2 separate regions of the Sus scrofa genome follow, and region 2 is linked to region 1. A link is a contact called in public HiChIP or PLAC-seq data. All regions are on one chromosome and are shown on one strand. The core of a region is the stretch at or near the end of the contact, and the rest is flanking DNA. Distances in the headings are between cores, read along the strand shown.

What was found. HiChIP or PLAC-seq counts read pairs in DNA pulled down with a chosen protein or histone mark.
Region 2: a contact with region 1 is called in an H3K27ac HiChIP or PLAC-seq map of alveolar macrophages. The contact joins two enhancer-like sites. A contact is called at or near these places in 11 of 47 Hi-C or Micro-C datasets (alveolar macrophages, fetal heart ventricle, fetal liver and 7 more) and 1 of 2 datasets of contacts at active chromatin or transcription factors (alveolar macrophages).

Annotation. Positions count from the first base shown.
Region 1 is chr7:20,012,529-20,020,358 of Sscrofa11.1, reverse strand. No RefSeq gene overlaps it. Among named protein-coding and RNA genes, the nearest start is that of CARMIL1, 20 kb to the left of the region's middle. Within about 2 kb of position 3,923, at least 4 of the 83 cell types and tissues checked have an H3K27ac peak or open chromatin away from gene starts, as enhancers often do. A contact at or near this core is called in alveolar macrophages, where this site is marked.
Region 2 is chr7:20,236,618-20,244,447 of Sscrofa11.1, reverse strand. CARMIL1 (F-actin-uncapping protein LRRC16A) reads right to left here. Exons shown (of 37, transcript XM_013977486.2): 17 at 5,673-5,742. Among named protein-coding and RNA genes, the nearest start is that of SCGN, 150 kb to the left of the region's middle. Within about 2 kb of position 2,692, at least 1 of the 83 cell types and tissues checked has an H3K27ac peak or open chromatin away from gene starts, as enhancers often do. A contact at or near this core is called in alveolar macrophages, where this site is marked.

The DNA of each region.
Region 1 (7,830 bases), core at 2,674-5,173:
TTGGCAAACTCTTACATTTAGAATGGATAAGTAATGAGGTCCTCCTGTACAGGACATGGAACTATATCCAATCTCTTGGTATAGACCATGATGGAAATAATATAATCAAAGAATGCGTATATTCATATAACTGAGTCACTTTGCAGCATAGCAGAAATTGGCACATTGTAAATCAGCTATACCTTAATAAAAATAAAATGAAAGATATTTTAATATAAAAAAGTAAAATCTCTTGCATCAAATTCCTCTCATGTTACAGATATTTGCCCCGAGACACTTGCTCGTTTAAAGATCTCACCCGATTAGATTAGAGCTTCTAAATACAATCTCCTTTTCAAGTCGTCTGTGCCGTATAACATATCCTAATCATGGCACTGATGTCTCATCAGATCCCAGGTCCCTTCCACTCTCCAGGGGGAGGGCAAGCTCAAGGGAAGGGTCATTGGGGGTGATTTTGGAATTCTGCTACCAAAATAAGCCTGGCATAAAACTTAGAAAAAATGCTTAGGAAGAAATTTCAACAAATTATTATGTTGTGATGCAGACTGATGCAAAAAAACCCACTTGTTTTGTTTTGTTTTACTTTGCTTTACTGAACTTAGTGTGTGTTATATTTTTAGCACATTGATCAATCACAAAATCATGTAAGGATGTCAAACTGTTTTTACTAGTGAATTTAAATATTTTTCATACTCTTTTTATTTTCAATAAGCATCTGTGTACTAAGGATTAGCCTTTTACTTGGCTTACTTTTTCTGGAACTTGATATCAGAAGAGTTTCAAGATAGGATCTTTCAAATGGGAGTAAGAAATAAATCAAGTTAAAGAGAAGATAGTGGTTCATGAATTTTTTTTTTCAAATTCTCTTCATTAAAAACTCTAGCAACCAATGTGTCCTTCAGTTACATGAAAGACTAATTAAACGGTGGCACATTCAGATGATGGAATTCAGCACTAAAAAGAAATGAGTTTTCGAGCTATAAAAAAAATGGAGGTATCTTTTTTTTTGTTTGTTTTTGTTTTTTTCTTAGTGCTTTACCTGTGTTAATTCTTTTATTACTCAATGAATTTATTACATTTATAGTTGTACAACAATCATCACAATCCAATTTTATAGGATTTCCATCTCAGAACCCCAGCGCATCTCCCCCACGCCCCAAACTGTCTCCTTTGGAAGCCATAAGTTTTTCAAAGTCTGTGAGTAAGTACTGGTTCTGCAAAGAAGTTCAGTCTGTCCTTTTTTCAGATTCAACATATCAGTGAAAGCATTTGATGTTGGTGTCTCATTGTCTGACTGACTTCACTTAGCATGATAATTTCTAGGCCCATCTAAGAATGCTGGCATTTCACCCATTTTAATGGCTGAGTAATATTCCATTGTGTATATGTACCACATCTTCTTGATCCACTCTTCTGTCGACGGGTATTTAGGTTGTTTCCTTGTCTTGGCTATTGAAAAGAGTGCTGCAATGAACATCAGAGTACATGTGTCTTTGTGAGTCATGGCTTTCTCTGGATAGAGACCCAGGAGTGGGATTGCTGGATCAAAAGGTAATTCTATTTTTAGTTTTCTGAGGCGTCTCCATACTGTTTTCCACAGTGGTTGCACCAATTTACAATCCCACCAACAGTGTAATAGGGTTCCTTTTTCTCCACACCCTCTCTGGCACTTATTGTTTGTAGACTTTTTGATGATGGCCATTCTGGCCAACGTAAGGTGGTATCTCATAGTGGTTTTGATTTGCATTTCTCTAGTAATGAGTGATGTTGAACATCTTTTCATGTTTTTTTTGACCATCCATATGTCTTTTTTAGAGAATTGTCTGCTGAGATCTTCTGCCCATTTTTTGATGGTTTTTTTTTTTTTTTTTTTTTTTGGTACTGAGTGGTAGGAGGTGTTTATAAATTTTGGAGATTAATCCCTTGTCAATTGAATCATTTGCAAATATTTTTTCCCATTCTGTGGGTTGTCTTTTTGTTTTGTTTAGGGTTTCCTTTGCTGTGCAGAAACTTTTAAGTTTAATTAAGTCCCATTTGTTTATTTTTGTTTTTACTGTCATTACTCTAAGAGGTGGATCTGAGAAGATGTTGCTGTCGTTTATGTCGGGGAGAGTGTTTGGCCTGTGTTTTCCTCTAAGAGTTTTATAGTGTCTGGTCTTATATCTAGGTCTTTAATCCATTTTGAGTTTATTTTTGTGTATGGTGTTAGGGAGTGTTCTAATTTCACTCTTTTACATGTGGCTGTCCAGTTTTCCCAGCACCACTTATTGAACAGACTGTCTTTTCAAAAATGGAGGTATCTTAAATGCATATCATACTGAATGAAAGAAGCCAATCAAAAGGCTACACACTGGAAATCCCTGGTTGTGCAGCAGGTTTAGGATCTGGTGTCAGTTCCATGGCTCTGGGTACATGAGTTTGGCATGAGTTTGACCCCTGGCTTGGAACTTCTGCATGCCTGGGGCATGGCCAAAAATAAGATGGCCACAACCATGTGATGTTCTGGAAAAGGCAACCCTATGGAGGCTGTAAAAAGATCAGTGGCGGCCAGGGGCTTAAGGGGAGGGAGGGGCGAATAGAAGCACAGAGGATTTTTAGGCAGTGGTGATACTATAATGGGAGATACATTTCATTGTGTATTTGTCCAAACCCTTAGATGTTACAACAGCAAAATGAACCCCACTGTAAACTATAGACTTTGAGTGAATGAGTTGTCCACGTAAGTTCATCAGTTATAGCATATTACCACTCCGGTGCTGGATGTTGGTATGGGTTGTGAATGTATAGGGGCAGGGAATATATGGGAAAGCTCTGTGCCTTCCACTTAATTTTCTCTGTGAACCTAAAACTGCTCTAAAAAATTGTCTGCTTTAAAAGAAGAAGACTATCAACATTAATAGCTGCCACTTAGAAGTTCCCGTCATGGCTCAGTGGTAGTGAACCCACTAGTAACCATGAGGATGGGGGTTCCATCCCTAGCCTCACCCAGAGGGTTAAGGATCTTGAATTGCCATGAGCCTGAGCTTGATGTAGGTTAGTAGCTACAGCTCCAATTCAACCCCTAGCCTGGGAAATTCTATATGCAGCAAGTACATATGAAAGACAAAAATAAAATAAAAACAAACAAACAAAAAAAAGCTACCACTTAAAAAGCCCTTGACATATTTCATCAGCACTATTTATAATCTATTTTTCCTTTGTTCAATTTCATCCCATGAATTTTTGTAAAAATGAGAATATTGTTGCTTTGTTGTCATCAGTGCAGGTGGAGCTCTTCCCAAAAGAACAACCTATCTGTGAGACATCACTTTTTGTCGGTAGATGAAGTAGGGGATGTGTGGACAGCAAATGGAAATGCAGATTGCCACTTTGACTGAACTCTTGAGATTGTATGGAAATTATCTCTACCCCACAGCATCTTAATTATTTCCATATGGATGAATTCATTCAATAAACACCTCTAGGTGTTTCCGTTGTGGCGGAGCAGAAACAAATCTGACTAGTATCCATGAGAATGTGGGTTCCATCCCCGGACTTGCTCAGTGGGTCGGGGATCTGGCTTTCCTATGAGCTATGGTGTAGATGTGGCTCGGATCCCAAGGTGCTGTGACTGTGGCATAGGCTGGCATCTGTAGCTCCAGTTTGATCCCTATCCTGGGAACTTCCATATGCTGAGGGTGTGGCCCTATTAAAAAAAACAAACACCTCTACTTGCATTATCTGGATTAGCTCTAGAAACAGGGTCCCAGTTTGGGGAACCTCTGTTGTTTCAGCAGTTCTCAAAAGCATATGAAAGTGTCCCCTCCTACACACCCCTCAACCCCCACTTCATTTGCCAGTTTTTCTCCCCCACATCTTTTCTAGAAGTGAAGTAAGCTGACTCTGAGGCTTTTAAATTCTGAGTCATTCTAGAGGTCAGGAGGTCTTGAAACAATTGTCTCCTTTGTCCATGAAACAATAAGCTAAAGTCACACTGTTCATTCTCTGTTGGCTATCTAGGTAGGAAGTCCATTAGCAAGCCAAATACCCCTCTGATAACTAGGAAATTTACAAATAATTCACACTTTGAGTCAGCACAACTGGGGAGTTAATCAGACAACCAAGATACTCTAAAAGTAACTTGTGAGAAAAGCAGAATTTAAAAAGTCTGCCCAATTTCTGGCTTTTTTTTTCAGATGATTACCTTAAGTGTGCATTGCTAGCTGAATATAAATATTTTTAGTTGCTATGATCTTTTTCTCTGTTAATATTATTATTGCTCTATGAAGAAGTACCTCTTTTAACTGATTTTATTCCTATTTTGGCAAATTGAGCTTTTGTCAGGTGGCATGAGAACACTATCGATCATACTGAACAAAAACATTTATGAGTCCTTCCTTCACGCTGAGCAATTTAAATGTATTTTCTCATTTAATCCTCAAGACAATTTTTATTTTCTCCAATATTCAGAGAGGGAAACTTCTCTCCAGAGAGGATAAATGACTGTCCCAAGGTCATACATCAACCATGGAGTAGCTCTGATTAACAGGTTGGGTTAAAAATGTTTTGCTATTTCCATTTATTCCTAAAGCCAATATGATGCTTTAAAACCTGACTACTACTGCCATCTGCTGGTGGATACATGAGTTGCTCTTGCTCAGACTGCCCTACAGGCACAAGGGATTCTGACCCACATCAGGGGCATCATGCTGGCGTCTAGAACCATCCCTGACTCACAGCAGACACTCGAAATTTGTGAAACAAATCTCTGGGAGATCCAAGGAGAATTTTTGTTGGTAAAATTTCTCAAGTTAATCTTTATTTTAACTCTGCAAATAACCAAATCCAGAAAGAATATGGAGGCTACCTCCCCAGAAGACAATGAATGATACTGGGGTAGACTGTTTACTCCATCAACTGTGCCACCTCTGCATTCATATACACACTCTACATCTCATTGCTTTAGCTTAGTTTATATCAGAGCTGACTCTCGGTGACCTAGTTGAGTCTCACTCTAATGTTTACTTCTAGCTCCTCCATTTATACTATAGAGGCTTCAGAAAGAATCTTAATTTTAGCACCTAAAAAGACCTAAGAAATCCTGGTTAGTGTTTCTCAAATCCTGTTTCAAAAGATGATGATAAAAGAGTGTTTCACAAAATCATTGACTTGGAGAACAGACCTGTGGTTGTCAAGGGGGAAGGGAGGGTAGTGGGATGGATTGGGAGTTTGGGGTTAGTAGATGCAAACTATTGCATTTGGAGTGGATAAGCAATGAGGTCATGCTTTATAGCACAGGGAACTATATCTAGTCACTTGTGATGGAACATTATGGAGGATATGGTGAGAAAAAAATATATATATACACATATATATTTATATATATACATGAACTGGGTCACTTTTCTGTACAAAAGAAATTAAGAAAACCTGTAAATCAACTATAATAGAAAAAATAAAAATCTTAAAGTGCGTTGCATAGATAAATAAGTTTCAGAAACAACACAGTAAATGAAATTCCATCGGTTTCTTCAATGTAGAACTCCTCAGAGTGTTTAACATGCTACTGTGCATGAGGGCTTTCTGAGAGAGGGAATATAGGAGACAGAACCTCCAAACCTACTTGACTACAGAATTCTTTTTCATTAAGCTCCTTAACACCTCGACAAATGCTAGTGTTTTGTGGAACTCAACTGGGAAATCTCCAATACCACAACTCCAGTTATTATAGATGGAACCCAGTGAGAATGATTTGCTTAACATCTTTCAGCTAGTTATTGGCAGAGCTAGGACTCTCATTTTGAGTGTTTTCACAATACCATTCTTGTTCTGTGTAATTTCTCCGTATGAAAAACAAACACTAATACCTACTGACTTGTGCAGAAATTTACAATTATAAAGGGGTTGTGAGCTGACATTTAATGAGGGCTGTGTGTTCCTTTTCTCCCTCCCCCATCCATGCTATAAATGGGGTAAACCTTCCAGACCATATGACTGTTGTATTTCACACCATGATTTAATAAATGAGCATTCTTGTTTAAGCATATCCCTCTGTTAGATTAGTCAGTGGGAGTCTGCTCTGAGAGATATATCTTATTGATGTTTGATGTCTCAGTCACATCAGCCTCTTTTATTTTCTGGAAAGTTATACCAGTTCCTGACTTAGAGTCTTCACATATGCTGTGTCCTTTTTTACTCCTTCTATTTTATTTTAAGTGCACAGAATTGGCTTAATCATAACATCTGGTTGATAATACCATCATCATTGATCTCTTGGTAGCATCCTTTATTTTAATAAAATTATGAACATAATTCATTATGCTCTAACCCATGGCCAGAATACAACCAGTAACATATTTACCTACGTGTTTCTTCCTTATCTCATTTTGCTGCATCTCCCTCAAGGATATCCTGATCCTAAATATTAGATGTATCATTTGCTTGCTTTTTTGTTGTTGTTGTTTTTGTTTTGCTTACATGCATACAAAATATATTTTTTTGATTACTTGTTTTGGGGTCACATTCTCTTGCTTCTTTGTCTAAGAATCTTTGATTAGATGCTGGACATTGTGAAGGTAATATTAGTTATTACCTGGATTTCTTTGTCCACCTGGGGTCCACTCACATCCCAAGTCCACTGAAACCAAGGGACCCATTGCATAGTGTTAAGGTTGATTCAGTTTGGCAATTTCATTGAGATTGTTTTATTATTTGCTTAAATAATCTTTTTTTTTTTTTTTTTTGGTCTTTTTACCATTTCTAGGACCACTCTCGTGGCACATGGAAGTTCCCAGGCTAGGAACTGCAGCTGCTGGCCTGCACCAGAGCCACAGCAACGCAGGATCCAAGCCGCATCTGCAACCTACACCACAGCTCACAGCAATGCCGGGTCCTTAACCCACTGAGCAAGTCCAGGGACCAAACTGCAACCTCATGGTTCCTAGTTGGATTTGTTAACCACTGCACCACAACGGGAACTCCTATTTGCTTAAATAATCTATTGAAGGTTTAATTTTATTTGGAGTATTTCAACATTTTTAAATTTTTTTAATTTTTAATTTTTAATTTTTAATTAATTTTTAATTTTTAATTTTTAAATGAGACAGAGCTCAGGTCATTTTAATGATGGCTCTAAGCAGTTACAGACATTGCCAGGAATCTTGCTGTTCATTAATAGATTCTCCAGTCCTTGGACCCTATGTGTAGAAAAGGTAGCACTGTCTGTGTGAAAAATGTAAATAATTTAGAGCAACAAAATAGGAACAGCTAGAAAGTGAACTAATAAAAGTCAAGCCAAGTTGGAGTTCCCATTGTGGCTCAGTGGTAACAAACACAATTAGTATCCATGAGGACTCGGGTTAGATTCCTGGCCTTGCTCAGTGGGTTAAGTATCTGGCATTGTCGTGAGCTGTGGTATAGGTCGCAGACTTCAGCTCCAGTGCAGCTCAGATCCCATGTTGCTGTGGCTATAGTGTAGGCTGGCAGCTGAAGCTCCAATTTAACCCCTAGCCTGGAACTTCCATATGCTGTGGGTTTGGCCCTAAAAAGCAAAAATATGACATAAAATAAAAGGGGAGGCAAAAGAGAAAAAAAGTCAGGCCAAGTTGCAGAAGTATATCACTTAAATGGAAGTTCCCACTGCGGTGCAGTGGGTTAAGAATCCAACTACAGTGGTTCGGGTTGCTGTAGAAGTGCAGGCTCCATCCCCAACATGGCACAGTGGGTTAAAGGATCCAGTGTTGCACAACTGTAGGGTAGTTTGCAGCTGAGGATCGGATTCAATCCCTGGCCCAGGAATGTCCATAAACAGCAGGTGCAGCCATTAAAAAAAAAAAAAAAAAAAAAAAAAAA
Region 2 (7,830 bases), core at 1,443-3,942, 230 kb before region 1:
CAGATCAGCAGGAGGTGCCTGCTGGGAACTCTGAAGGGGAGTGTCCAACAGAGGCAGACCCCCCTGCCCCAAGAGGCCTGTCTATCCACCTCAGGGAAACCAAGACCAACCAATAACCAGGATGTGGGGCTATGGCCATTTTTATTATATTTTTGCAAAGGTACTGGTTTATGATAGACTGGAAATTTAAAAGCAACCACCGCCAGGTTCTTCACAAATAGTTTTGAAAAACACTGGTCCAGGCCACAGTTTGTTAATACTCAAAGAAGTGAATGTTCTGTGGAGACTGTGTTAACATTCAAGCAAGAAGTGATTTGGGCAAACACTTCAAAAGCAACATAATTTGATTTTCAGGGCATGAAAAAAAATTATGCTTTTGAGAAGATAAACATAAGCCTTTACAATTTCATTATTTGCTGCCGGTAATTTCTCTGTGAAGAAGTCAAATTTCTACAAGGAAATCTTTACTTCCTCTTATGCTGTATGGTAAACACATTCCACTTGTGAAAACAGAAAATAAAGGTGAGATGTCAGTGCTCGATGCTGTTGATTTCACAAATACTCCTGACTGATATGTGTAGCATAAACCCATAGTTCTAATATTTTCCAATACTAAAAAATATCAATACGTCCTAATTTATTGATTCGTAAAATACTTACACAATGGCCAAGCTAAGGAAAGCCCAAGGAGAAAAAAAAAAACAAAAACGATGTTATCAGCAGTAAGTAGAATAACAACAGAGAAGTGGACATCTTTATCAACACACCATGTAGGAGTTCCCGTCATGGCGCAGTGGAAAAGCATCCAACTAAGAACCATGATTGCTGGTTCGATCCCTGGCCTCGCTCAGTGGCTTAAGGCTCTGGCATTGCTGTGAGCTGTGGTGTAGGTTGCAGACACAGTTCAGATCCTGCATTGCTGTGGCTGTGGCTGGCAGCTGTAGCTCCAATTAGACCCCTAGCCTGGGAACATCCATGGGCTGCAGATGTGGCCCTAAAAAGCAAAACAAAACAAAACAAAAAAACACTAAAAAATAAAAAAACCCACCATGTAAAAAAGCAAAGAGTTAGAGAAAATGCTTCAACAAAAATATACTCCCAAAACAAAAATCAAAATCTTAAACAAGAAAATAACAGATTTTCAGTTAACCAAGAATATTTGATTGAATTCACAGGTTATCAGGTGCCTAAAATTCCCCCCAAAATGTAAAGCTTTCCCAAAACAGTAAAAGCTTTTCCATTACTGTAAATGAAAATCCTTTTAAATGGATTTGCATATTAAGAGGCTGTGTCTGCATGTATGCATGTAAAACTGGTTTTTAAATGACTCTCATTTGGATCCCACACACTAGCATTATCTAAAAGAAAGCCAGATCAAAAAGTAAATGTAACCGAATCACTCAATACTTACTGAAATATTAAAAACAAAATCACATTTCTTTCAAGAGCGAAGTGTTGCCTCACTCAAGGAAGGGGGACTATTTCAGCTATTCCAGTTCTAAGAGCTCTATACTCAAATATCCATAATGGGGACAAGAGGCAAAGAAAAACAAAATCTAATGAATTTTAATAATTCATTCTCCTTCCTCAAGAACAGGTGCCATTTAAAAAGAGGTGGCAGGAGTTCCCATCATGGCGCAGTGGTTAACGAATCCAACTAGGAACCATGAGGTTGCGGGTTCGGTCCCTGCCCTTACTCAGTGGGATAAGGATCCGGCATTGCCGTGAGCTGTGGTGTAGGTTGCAGACGCGGCTCAGATCCTGCGTTGCTGTGGCTCTGGCGTAGGCCAGTGGCTACAGCTCTGATTGGACCCCTAGCCTGGGAACCTCCATATGCCGCGGGAGCGGCCCAAAAAAATAGCAAAAAGACAAAAAAAAAAAAAAAAAAAAAAGAGGTGGCAGATACTGGAGATTTAAATATAGGAGTTCCCATCATGGCTCAGCAGTAATGAACCCAAATAGTATCCATGAGGATATGGGTTCGACCCCTGGCCTTGCTCAGTGGGTTAAGGACACAGCATTGCCATGAGCTGCGGTGTAGGTCGCAAACGTGGCTCAGATCCCACGTTGCTGTGGCTGTGGTGTCGGCTGGCAGTTACAGATCCAATCCAATCCCTAGCCTGAGTTTCCATATACCATATGCTGCAAGTACAGCCCTAAAAAAAAAAAAAAAAGACAGAAAATAAAAATAAATAAATAAACATAAAATAACCCCCTCTATCTCTTTTCTTCTATAACAGTTCCCTTTTTAATGAAAAACTTATTTCTATCCCGGGAAATTATCTCACATCAAAATGTGGATATCACAGGTTTCTTCAAGAACAAAAAATGGTTTGACAAGATCCAGTTCAAAACATCTTCTTGCTAGCAGGGTTTGATGCCAAAAGGCAATCTGGTACCTGAGAAAGATATATACAATTGACCCTTGAGCAAACTGGGGCGGGGGGAGATGATACGGGTGCCAAATTTCCATGCAATCAGAAAGCCGAGTATAACTTTACAGTTGGCCCTCCTATCTGTGATTCCTTCCCCATGGGTGGGTTCAACCAACCACCATGTGGGAAAAAAATCCACATATAGGAGGACCCAGGCAGTTCTAAACCCATATTGTTCAAGGGTCAACTGTGTATGTATGTGTGTGTGTGTGTGTAGTCATTTTAAGAGAATGGAAATACTTGCATTTCCAAATAGTTGCAATGTATTGCATTGCTTATGTCCATCCTATGGTGAAATATTTCCATTTTCCATGCTACACCCAGCCTAACAGGAAAATGACAGTGAGGGGTGTAGCAAGGCTTCCACACACATAAGCAAACCCACCTTCTCATCTCAAAGCTGGTTGAATGACTATCGAACTGAATGGAACTGCCTCAAAAGTCACCAGTCACTTGCTGCAATGTCCTACTTATTACAAATTTTAATATCCGATGCTCTTTTTTTTCTATTCATCATTAAAGCAGCTTGCAATGAATGTGGCAACACATTTAGGAGGGTTTCTCCTTAAAAGAACTAATTCCCACATCCAGACTTGCAACAGATCCTTAGCTACAGTTAGCCTTTGCATCGTCTCCGAAGTATAAGAGATTTTCCTCTCTCACTTGGAAGAAGATGAAGCTTCAAGAATTCTATCCTAGCATTTTATCTATTCTTCTCTTGAAGAATGACTACAAAGTAGTAAGATTTTTAAACACAGGCCAGAATGTATACACCCATTGCCTCCCTTCAGGCAGAGAGATGCACGGGGAGAATGCATATGAATGTCAACATCCCTGCTACCACATAAAACAGTTTTATTTTTTTCTTTTTAGGGCCACACCTGCAGCCTACGGAAGTTCCCAGGCTAGGGGTTGAATCGGAGCTGTGGCTGCCAGCCTACACCACAGCCACAGCCACACCAGATCTGAGCCACATCTGTGACCAACACCTTGGCAACGCTAGATCCCTAACCTGCTGAGTGAGGCCAGGGATTGAACCAGCATCCTCACAGACACTAGGTCAGGATCTTAACCCCAATGAAATTTCCAACAGTCTGCCATTTTTGAACTACAGAAATGCTGATTTTTTTTTTGGTTTGCCAAATATAATTGTCTCCAGGAGTTATTCTCATTAGGATCACAAAGGAGTTTGAAGGAAAAGCTCTAAAACAAACTAACACAGTGTTCTTTGGGCATATGGTGCCTATAAACTTATTTGAGAAGAAAAGTCTAATACTTTTCATAATTACCAGTATTAATAACAACCAGGAAAGCACACTTTCATTATGACTCTGCCATTAGTGAGCTGGATTATCTCAGCTTCTTTAGACTTCAGTCTCCTCATCTATAAGCGTGGGAATCAGGTGATCACTAAATGGATCAGCTGGTCCATTCCACTTTTAATCACAGAGTTAAACAAATGATGCTATATTGGTAGCAATCACCTCTTTTATCAGGATAGTAAAGGATATGGGTCATTGCTAATTCAGTATTCTGACCTAATAGAGCAATCAAGTTAATACTAACTTGGTTTTTTTTGTTTTTGATAGAATTACCCTTTCCATCTCTGTTCTTCTTACTCCTTCCCTCATAAAGAATTTTATTATTGGCATGCCCTTAATAAAGTGCTGGTAAACAAATAATTAATTCGTATAACCAGAGCTGGTTTCAGTTTTATGGTCTGTCTTTATAAATATAAATAAAAGAGCACTGATTTTACACATGAAAATTTCACAATGCCAGGAGACATGCCAGGATTTTTCCTTTGTTTCCCCTCCAAACAACAAGACTAGTAAATCACACACCCCAGTTCAAAATTAATGAAAAAAAAAAAAAAATCCTGCACAAAGAATGTATATGGTACAATTTCAGACTTGTCAGTTTCTAGAATTATCAGAGAGGTAAAGCATTAATCTTCAATATTTAGTGCTTGGCACGCGACATCTTGTTTTTAGCTAAAGGAAACACCAAGCAAAGTAAGGTACAAACACTGCCCTCCAGAAAGTCACCACCTAGCTGGGAAAACAGGGGCTAATGTAGTGACTGTGGGAGGCATTATGTGGTTTGGTATCCAAATGCATGTCACCATCATTAAGTACTAGACAATTAGAAGAAGGGAAAAAAAAAAAAAAAAAAAAAAAAAAAAGACCACAAAGGGCTGAAGCAGTCAGGGAGGAAATTCAACAGACAGATAAGCAATATCAGTGAACAACTATTATAGGGACTGGATATTCTGAGCAGCACATTTCAAAGAAGAGCTCTTTTAAACCTTGGAGCAACCTGCTGGGAGAGACGTCACAGGTGCAGAAACTGAGACGTAGCGCTATCGACGAAGCTACCCAGGACTGCACACTAGTAATGGCCAAACTCTGATCGAAAACTAGGAGTCTGATGCGGGTGTGGAGGAGACTGGACTTGAACTAGATCCTCAAAGAAAGGGAGGCCTTGGGGAGGAAGAAGGACATGGCACGTGTGTTCAGGGAAGACAGAACAATGGGCATAAAGGCCCAGGAATAGAAATGAAGAGATTTCCACCCCCAGGCCTGAGAAAAGACACCGAGTTTGACATGGTGGGTAAAGAAAAGTCAGGCTCTGAAAAGGCTGGGTAGTTTTGTGTCTGGGTATTTTCTTACTGATCTCCATACAAACTGAAAGTTTCAAGATACTGAAAAAGTTCCAGGAACCCCTAAAATGTAGACACTTTTAGTCTCAATTCTTCTCCGTGTGTACTTTGATAGAAAGTGTTTGCAACTGCTATAATTTTCAGAAGCATCATAATTTTCCTGTCTGAGGATATTAAAAACTAGAATTAATGACAAAGACATTCCTTTTTATGCTCTCCAAATCCAAGTCAGGCTATACACATCTGTCCCCTGCAAGAAATACTGTGTGGTACAATTTTCCTAAGGATAAAGCTAGTTTAAGGCTTTATATCTCAAAGCTTTGTCATAAAATACTTAAGCAACTGGCACGAAGGGGTGGGGGGAGTCATTAAAAACACATTTGAGTGCTTGCTGAATGGTGCTCCGTGACTATTTGTAGATAAAACTCACAAAACGCAAAATATCAGAAACTTCTAAAGCATGTTTCTGCTTCATTTATACCCTCTGGAATCATTATTGCACTTTTTCTAGGAAAAAGACAAAGTACTTTTCAGGCTGTTATCTACTCCAGTATAGAGTCTGAAGGAGTTCTTACCTCACAGCTGCTGAGATCAAGAGAAACCCCCTTCAGGTTGTGATTACAGGCCAGGCCCAGCAATAGCGCCCTGAGGGGAGGAAACACACACATTAGATAAAAATTCCACACGTTAAAAATGTGTAAGCACACCGAAGAGAGCCCAGACAAAGAAAAAGGCCTCTTCTGAATCACAGGTCAAGCGCCAAGCACCATCTCGCTTTTTAAAACGCCGACTGCATTTCTGCCTACTGACAGCGGTGACAAAAATGACACGGCCACGTTCTTCTGTTTGACACAGAGCAGGTCCATCAAAAATGCAAAACCTGACAAGATTGCTCTTCCCATGCAAATAAACCAAGGGGCAGTGCCCCTAATTGCACATTGAAATTAAGTTGTGTTCGTCACAGATAAAGTCCCCCTGCATCTGCTTGAGAACACCTTTCATAATGTTTAGAACAGTATTAGGCAACTGTTATTAACAAGAGTAGCAAAGTAAAGCCAGCTCTCCCTCGGGAATATGTCGGCAAAGAAAGCAGGCTCCAGAATATTCCAGGATGTGAAATCATACCCACAGAGGTGGGGTGGGTGAGGGTGGAAGAGCCCAGGAGAAAAGGTAGAAGTCTTGAGCCTGGGTCCGGAGTCCTGTCTGTCTGTCCAGCTACTAGCTGGTTTTAGGATTAAACCCCATCACCACTATGCCAAGGAATTTTCTCATCTGCATGTGGAGAAGACTGGACTTACCATATGCATCTCACATCTAAGAGAATGAATCAGCTCCACTTTCACAAGTCACTCCCATAAAATCCAACACCACTGAACCGGCTTGAAACAAAAATTTCACACATACACCCACATCCATTAAATTACACCGAAAAAGACAGGAGACTCAACTAAGCCCTGTGAGGAGGACAAAGATGAGCATGAGAGAGTTCCTGTTCTCAAGCAAAAGAAACAAGTAAGTGTGCAAATTAATTGTGATGCAAGGCTGACAGTAGTGGCACAAAGATAACTGCCACCTAGAGTGCCACCTAGAGTGACCACCTATTCCCAATGTCCCCAGGAAAAGCACCTTCACCCGCAGAGACCAAAAACACCGAGGGGGGGAGAGGGAGGGGGAGGTAAGGAATTAATTCAGGCCAAAGTCTCTGAGGTTTCCCCTTCCAGGGATTCTCTGGCCTCATCCACTGAAAGAGCATTCCCAAGGTGGGCAAAGTACAAGAGCCTGGCTGCTTCCAGCCATGAAAACAATTCCTGTCGATAAGGAGGCTGGAGCGGAGTCTGTGTCACTTCACTCCTTCAATCAGGTTCACTAGTCCCTTCTTCTAAAACGCAGTCCTAGAGGAGTTCCCATGGTGGTGCAGTGGTTAACGAATCCGACTGGAAACCATGAGGTTGCAGGTTCAATCCCTGACCTTGCTCAGTGGGTTAAGGATCCAGCATTGCTGTGAGCTGTGGTGTAGGTTGCAGACGCAGGTCGGATCCCGAGTTGCTGTGGCTCTGGTGTAGGCCAGCGGCTGCAGCTCCAATTAGACCCCTAGCCTGGGAATCTCCATATGCCGCGGGAACAGCCCTAGAAAAGGTAAAAAGCCAAAACAAACAAACAAACAAACAAAAAAAAAACACTGTCCTAGAGAAAAGATTGGGGAGAGCTGATCTGTGTGCACGCCTCTGTTCAGTTACTTACTGAAATGCTCCTCTTTTCCTAAAAAGGGCCTTCTCGCCCTTTCTTGGGGGCAGTATTGAGCCACTACTGAAAGCCCCTGGTACTGAGAACCAAAAGGCCAGTCTGGACCCTGTTCCTAGTGCTGGGTGGCAGGAAGTACATCACTCTTCCTCTTTGGGTCTCAGGGTCTCATCAGCAAAATGGGAGAGTGAGGACATTACCAGAGAGGTCCCTATATTTTTAAGTGTGAAGTTTCTAAGACTTAGCCACCTATTTTAACAGTGCATTTGCATGATGCTTAGATGGAGGGAAAATTCTTCCTACTTGTCTGACATGTGGGTGAAGGCCAAGAAAATAAATGGCATCCTTTAAGATACTTAACTGCAGAAGGCCAACGATTAAGAGGTAACAGCTCATGAGACAAGTAAATACAAATAACCCACAGCAATCATCCCTAGTAAAACAAAACAGAGCAAATACACAAAAGCTTTGCAGACACTGGGGCAAAGCTCT